Linked DNA regions of Sus scrofa: region 2 is linked to region 1. Evidence: chromatin contacts called from public Hi-C data. All regions are on one chromosome and are shown on one strand. Each heading gives the region's core, a stretch centred on a gene start, on an enhancer-like site or on the middle of the called end of the contact. The rest is flanking DNA. Distances are from core to core; before and after follow the strand shown.

The links. Hi-C and Micro-C count contacts between places; a contact is called where the count stands out from the background.
Region 2: a Hi-C map of skeletal muscle shows a contact between it and region 1, with 5 times the contacts expected there. The contact joins the promoter of CBR4 here to the enhancer-like site in region 1. A contact is called at or near these places in 1 of 5 promoter capture datasets (liver), 3 of 47 Hi-C or Micro-C datasets (adipocytes, liver and skeletal muscle) and 1 of 2 datasets of contacts at active chromatin or transcription factors (skeletal muscle).

Annotation. Positions count from the first base shown.
Region 1 is chr14:20,514,905-20,518,456 of Sscrofa11.1, reverse strand. The region is part of intron 2 of SH3RF1 (E3 ubiquitin-protein ligase SH3RF1); the gene reads right to left. Among named protein-coding and RNA genes, the nearest start is that of SH3RF1, 96 kb to the right of the region's middle. Within about 2 kb of position 1,871, at least 9 of the 83 cell types and tissues checked have an H3K27ac peak or open chromatin away from gene starts, as enhancers often do. A contact at or near this core is called in skeletal muscle, where this site is marked.
Region 2 is chr14:20,619,834-20,623,268 of Sscrofa11.1, reverse strand. It overlaps CBR4 (carbonyl reductase family member 4), which reads right to left and starts at 1,309. Exons shown (of 5, transcript XM_001927085.6): 1 at 1,023-1,309. The coding sequence starts at 1,164.

The DNA.
Region 1 (3,552 bases), core at 622-3,121:
ACTGCAGTAGAACCACGGACCCTTACTGGCCCCCTCCCCTCCAAAAATGTGGATCAAACTGTCACACCCTGATGGCTACAAGATTTCATAATGTAGTTTTTAAAGATCAGTTTAGGAGTTCCCCGGCAGCCTAGAGGCTAAGGATCTGGCCTAAAGTCACGGCTGTGGCACGGGTTCAATCCCTGGTCTAGGAACTTCTACATGTCGCCATAGGCGCAGCCAAAAAAAAAAAAAAAAATCAGTTTAGTTTTTTGTCAGAGATCAGAGTCTGGCTCTCTTGTAGACCAAAGATTTTTGGTTAAATATTTTTGTTTGGCTCTCACATATTGTGGGCGGCCATCCTGGCCTGGCCCATGCAATGTGATACTCTCTGGTTTAACAGAAGCTATGTCGGAGGAAGTCATGGTGGAGCCTTCCAGAAGTCCTGAGACCCCCAAGTGCCCTGTGAGCTTCGGATCTGGCATTATGATCCTGCCTCTGATGACATGACCCACTGCCCAGCCTTGACAGAACCTTGTCAACGACTGCACTGCAACCTTTGGTTGCCCCAGAAGGGGATGCCCAGCAGGATGCTGATGCTGCCTGGTCCTGGGGTCATGAGTCACGGCCCAGCCTGGGTCCATGTGGGCAAGGCACCTGGCCATACCCCCTCACAGAAGGGCCTCACTGCCTTCTCTCCTTCAGGGCTGATTTCTGGGGTCTGCTGACTACCATTTAAGCATCTTTCCCAAGACACACTTGAGGAGATGACAGTGAATAAACAAGCCGTCAACATCACCATGGGATGGAGCAGGAGGGACAGAGTCAGGGCCAGAGAAGTGACAAGACCTAGAGGGAAGCCACTCCTGGGTGCCAGCTACTGGACCGCAATGGAGCAGCCGGGGCCGGGGTCCCAGCCTGCCACCCACCAGCGGTGTAGTCATGAGAGGTGAGCCTCTCTGGGCCCAATTTGTCCTCCAGGTGCTGTGTGGACAGAGGGAAGGAGCATGTGTAGGCAGGACAGGCCCTGAATGTGACCTGTCACCCACTGCCACGGTCCAGCAAGAAGAGCGGGCCCCCAGGGACACGGGGCACCTGCAAAAGTGTCTGTCTCTGCAGCTGGATGCTCTCCTTTTGGATGAATTCCCACCACAATCACATTTCTAATACAGTCGCTGTGTAATAATGCAAAGAATATTCCTCCCAGGAAGCGGCTGGGATTTCAGTGTGCGAGGCTGAGGCACACGTCTGTTTGGGGTGGAAGCCATTCATCCTCTGCTTGAACAGAAGAAATGACAGACTCGGTGACACGCACTGTTTAATAGGGGATGGCATTTTATGTGTGGCTGTAGCTCATCCTGACAAGGCTAATGCGAGCCCCCGTGAGCCTGCGAGAATTAATTGAAAATCCCATTACCAACTCGGTGACAAATAACTCTATTCACTATCAGGGCCTGTTCTCTCTCGATTTTTCCCCCACCTCAGTGAGCACTGCTGGGCCCCCTCTGTCCAAATCTCTGCCAGCCAACTGCAGGCACCAGGCCCCCAGAACTGCCCCGGACTGCTCCCTGCAGAGACCTGTGTCAAGTTCCCAACCAGCCGCAGGACAGCTCTTTCCTGACAGCCAGTGTGGGGACGGAAGGAACTTATTTCCAGTGGCCTGATGGATGGACTAACCTTTCCACCAGAGCAAACCTTGTCTTCCTACAATTATCCAACACCTCCAATACAATGAGCATCAAGGATAAAACTTAAGGTGACAGCAACATGCATGACTGTCAGCCGAGTGGCTTCCCCAAGGATGTGACCAAAAATTCACTGACTCGCACTGACTTGCCAACCCAGTTCTTTCATGGATCAGTGGCCACAGAGAAGGATTCTGAGGGCTCTGGCCACCTAACCCACCAGTGGGCACCTGTGCCTCCGGCCTGTCCTCTGTGCGCTGCTTTCTCAGCTAAATCCCAAGAGGCCAAAAAGCCAGTTTGTGTCAAACTTCTCCCAAGAAGCTTCCCGTATTAAATAAAACAAATACCATTCTGATTTCAAATCAAGCAAAGCTCACTCATCTTGAAAAGACTTCTTCCCATGCAGACTGCAGGCGATTAAGGATAAACAGTTAACTGGCTGGAAGAGCAACAGGAGGCTGTGTTTTCCTCATGCAGCATCTGGGGGATGAAGCCAAAACCATCATCTGATAGCCCAGAGACACCGAGCCTTCTGGGTCACCTCCCTGCAGAGGCCGGGCATCGTGGCCTCAGCTGGCCCCTGGCCTTCGTGCCTTTGGGGCTTTCCAAACCACAGCCAGGCCAAGGCCCCAGATCTGTAGGGCTTACATTTCACTTGGCTGCACATGAAAGGGAGGCTCAGAGGAGAGAGGGCCATGCTCGCTCTGCAGCTGTCACTCAGGACACCAGCCTCAGCAGAAAGCTTGGCCATCAGGCAGGGGAGGCTTCGTAATGAGATTCTTAAAGTACATTTTAGTAAACTGACTATTCTGTTCATATACGAAAGCATAACTGTGACAGCATAACTGTGCCACCTTTACTTCCCAAATAACTTTTGCTTCTACATCATACATGCAGGTATTTTATGGGACATTAAAATCCTCGTGAGACGGGCACATAGATATTTCTGATGCAATCCTTTCCACTCCATTTCTGCGCCATTAAGTGTTTTTCACTATATCTGGCAATGTGCAGTTTGATGATCTAGCTGAGATCCTAACAGGTAAATAAAACATTCACTGCCGATTTATTTTATGGACTCTAAATGCCAATTCCCAGATATACATGTAAGGGAGCCTCTCTCAATTCAAAATCCTTCATGCATTTCTCACTGCTCCATAAAGTAAAAAAAGATTTAATGACCTACTCAAAAGAGCATCAAGAAGATACTCTTGCCATAGGAATAGCAATAAAATGTGCATAATTTCATAATTTAGTTGTATCTCAATTGGCATGAACTCTGGCTGATTGCAGCTTGACTTTCAAAAACTTTCCAGAAAGAGCTGAGGCAGAAAGAAGTAACAGTAGCAAGCAGCACTACACACAGAGTAACAAGTAGCAAAATGGCTGAGGACATAATTTTTAAAACATGTTCTGTGTACAACAAAACATATCTTGGCTTATCCCTATGAAGTGAAATGTCAGGATAAAATAAGAGCATTTCATAAAACACTGATTCCTTAATGGTGAATAAATCTTAAGTATTGATCTTGAATCTCTGGGTTGGATGAACACTCAAATACAACCTGACCATCCCCGGAACTGTTTTAACTTCGATATGACAAACATCGAAGATGATTATTATGAAGTATTTTTCCAAAGCTATAAACAGCAGAAGGGAACATCATGACTCCAATATTCCTGCAATGGCCCATCTTTTTTTATTTGTTCTTCCTTTACTCTTTACATGTGGAGAGCACCAAGCTGGGGCATCTTGGTCTGATCACTATCTCAAGCTTCCAACCTCCAGGCTACCTCAACGTGCCACATGACACCTTCTCATCAGAGTGACTTCAATCATACCAATTAGCACTTTGAGGATGGCAGGTGTACATGAACAGAATGAAGA
Region 2 (3,435 bases), core at 60-2,559, 110 kb before region 1:
AAAATGTTCATTGTGAACTATTTAAATACCAACAAAAAATTACACTTCAAAGTCTTCTCTACTTAATAACGTACCATTTTATCACTCTAAAATGTAGTTTAAAAAAAAACTAAATAATTGTTTATCTTCTGGCTAGCCTTGCCTTATATATCAACACTAAAATTACTTCCTCAAATCTTCGGAGACAGTAAGTCACTCAGGAAGCAACACTTTCTGGGTGAAAACCAATCACTCCTGGACCACGCAATTCAAGGAAATGCAAGGCCCAGAGCACTGACTCTCGGCTTTCACCTGAAGGTGTGCTGGGCCCCGCACCACCCTGGAACCCAGCACAGCCTCACTGATGGCTGGGTGACCCGTAGGGCCAGCGCGTGCTCGCCCCAGGGCCAGACTGTAATGACTGCAGCAGGAAGCATCGCGGAGATTCTCCCGCGTCTACGACTCCCGAGTGTCCTATAGACTCTAATACGCAAACACTTGGGTGAGCCCAGCGGTGACGTCGCTGCACAGGTGCCCCGTTCCCAGGTGAACGAGATGCACCTGCACCGGCCGCCCTCCTAACTCAGCAGACAACTGCGTGCTCTGGGCCGTCAAAACACCCGTCTCCCAGCCACCCAGACACTGAAATTTGCAAAGCAACTGCTAACCCATTCCTAACAAATAGAAAAAAATGGAGTTTGAGCGCATTATCAGAATCGGACGGAACAAATCTCACTGTCCCTTTGTAAAGGTCATGGAGGGAGCGTAATTACGTAAACGCTTTGACGCAGAGAAAAGGACGGGACACGGCTCGGACAGACCCGACCAGGAGAGTCCCACTCCGAGCACGCGCAGCAAAGCGCAAGAACAGGCGCGCACCGAACAGGCACGGAGACCGCAGCGCGCCTGCGCCGTGCCCTTCCCATCGCCCGCACGGGGGACCTAACCACGGTGGAGGGGAGCGCTCAAGGGGGCCTTTAAGATCCGCTGCGGCTGCAGCACACTCGCCGCGCGGAAGCGGGGCGTATCCGGTCGGTACCCACCACCCAGGTCCCCAGCCACGGCTCTGGCTCCTTGCAGATTCCGGGCGACGATGGCCAGTCGGTAGCCTCTCTGGGCCATCAAGCGGGCCACCGCCCTGCCGATGCCCCGGGAGCCTCCGAACACGGCGCACACCCTGTCCATCTGGGACCGGGAGGAGGCTGCAAGGGGCTGCCTTTCCTACGGCCTCGCAGCAACCCTCACAAGCCGAAGCGCCGCCCCCACAGTCAAACTGCTGCCGGGCGAGCGAAGACTCCTTGAGCGCAGCGTCGGCGCGTTACGTCAGCGCGTCGACGTCAGCGCGCATGGGTTCGGGACGCAGCGCCTTCTGAGGACGCGAATACTGGCCTGAGAGCTGGGCCGCGGGAGCGGTGCAGAGACGGCCTGCGCTGCATGCTGGGACTTGTAGTCTCGAAGCAGGAGAAGACCACGTGGTCGCGGTGCTTTAGGGGACAAGGCGTTGGAGGCAGCTGGGCTACTCTGCATGCAGTTGGTGTGGGCGTCGGGACCGTTTCTAGGGAACCAGCTCTTACCTCTTACAGCTGAGCGGGGTTGCGAACTCCCTGGGTGCGGGATGTTCCACCTAAAACTCAAGCTGGGACATGCGGATCACCTCATTAGGACCCAGGGTATACCCTCTGAGTTTGTGTCTGGCGGAGAATGGGGGCAGGAATCAGGCCCGCAGCAGATCCCCGCCCAACCGTTGTCCAGCTTAGTTTGGACACAGGCGCACTGTGAGGTCTAACGGGCCAAAACCTAGGAATTTGCATCAAAGTAAGGTTTATTGCAGGGCTGAGGAGGGAGAATTGGATCATGCTGGAAAGACCTGAGCTCTCCCGTGGGTTTCAGGAAAGGACTGTTTATAGGCAGAATTGACGGGAGTGGGGGGGGGGGGTAACCCTCTTCTGATTGGTTGGTGGTAAGGTAGTAGGGTGGTGTTGCGGGAACCTTAATCTGGAAGTCTTCTGGTTCCAACTAGTCTAGGGTCCACTTGCTTGAGCTCAGCCTTAAGTGACCAACCTCCACCTGGGTGGGAGGAACCTTAGTTCCTGCAGAAAAACTCAGATGTGCATCTGATTATTATGCCCATCCCCTGAGAAGGAACCGCAATGCTACCCGGTCCTAAACTGTCGGTTCTTTCTGCATCCCTTTACTCTCCTGACCAGGAGCTGCATGAATCCGAAGGTGTAGGAGGCTGAAAACCTTTTTCCTACAAACAAGAAATGGGTGACATGGAAAGGCTTTTATACCTGGAAGGGCCCCACAGGGTGCTGCTCAGTTTCAATCTTCTGTTTTCTTTGATTCTTCTCAGTCTTGAGGGGAACAGGTGTTGGACAAGGAAAGGAGTAACATTTTGGATAAATAGGTTGATGAGCTCAGCAGGGTAACTCAGTTTTAGGGATAAAGTTTGCCTCTCTGGAGGAGTAGCTCCAGGGTCAGCCTCATATCAAACCCCAGTGTCCTCCCCATGGAAGGAGCAGGGACACAAGGGTCAGACTCATACCAGACCCTGTCTTAGCACCCCTCTCCCACCTAGGCCCACCAGTCATCTGAAAGAGAGGTGTGGTAGAAGCAAGGGACCCAGTCTGGATGGCACAGGAGGAGCTCAAGAAATGTTAACTGAATGAATAGTCTTGCCTGATCCAAAGCACAAGGACTGAGCCTCCTCCAATGCTGCAAAGAAAAATAGGTTCCTGCAGTACTGAAGAGGACGTGCTGGGTGCTTTCAGGATTAATAAGCTGAAAGCTTAGTGTTTGTTACAATAACACTTGAGACATTGTCACTGTATTAAATGTTTCAGGAAAGTGTAAAGCATGGTCCCTACTACTAAAAAGAAGACCACCTGGGATAACAGGACAACTACAGGTGAACACCAGTGAATAATCCAAAATCACGACATGCAAAACCGTCTTAACAGGAGAGCTCAGAGGAAAAGGAAGTCAATGAAGGATGGAGAAATGCATGGAGAAGCTGCATTTGAGGTCTGGATGCAGATGAATGAAGGCAGGGGAAGAACAACGACAACAACAAAAAACCGCTAAGCAAATTGAACATCATTTTTGTCCCACCTGAATCCAAAGCAGATTAAAAGGGCTTGGAAAAATACATTGTAAAACCTCACACCCATTAGGATGGCCACTATAAAAAATAATAACAAGCATCCACAAGTGCTGGAACTCTTGTACACTGTTGATGGGAATGTAAACTGGTACAGTTGCTCTGAGAAACAGTATGGTGGTTTCTCACAAAAAGATCGTATTGCCGTATAGTCCAGCAATTCCACTTCTGGGTATATGCCTAAAAGAATTAAAAGCAGAGTCCGAAAGCAGTATTTGTAAACCCATGTTCATAACAGTGTTATTCATAATACTTAGAATGCGGAAGCAACCCATGTGATCATGGATGGATGCATA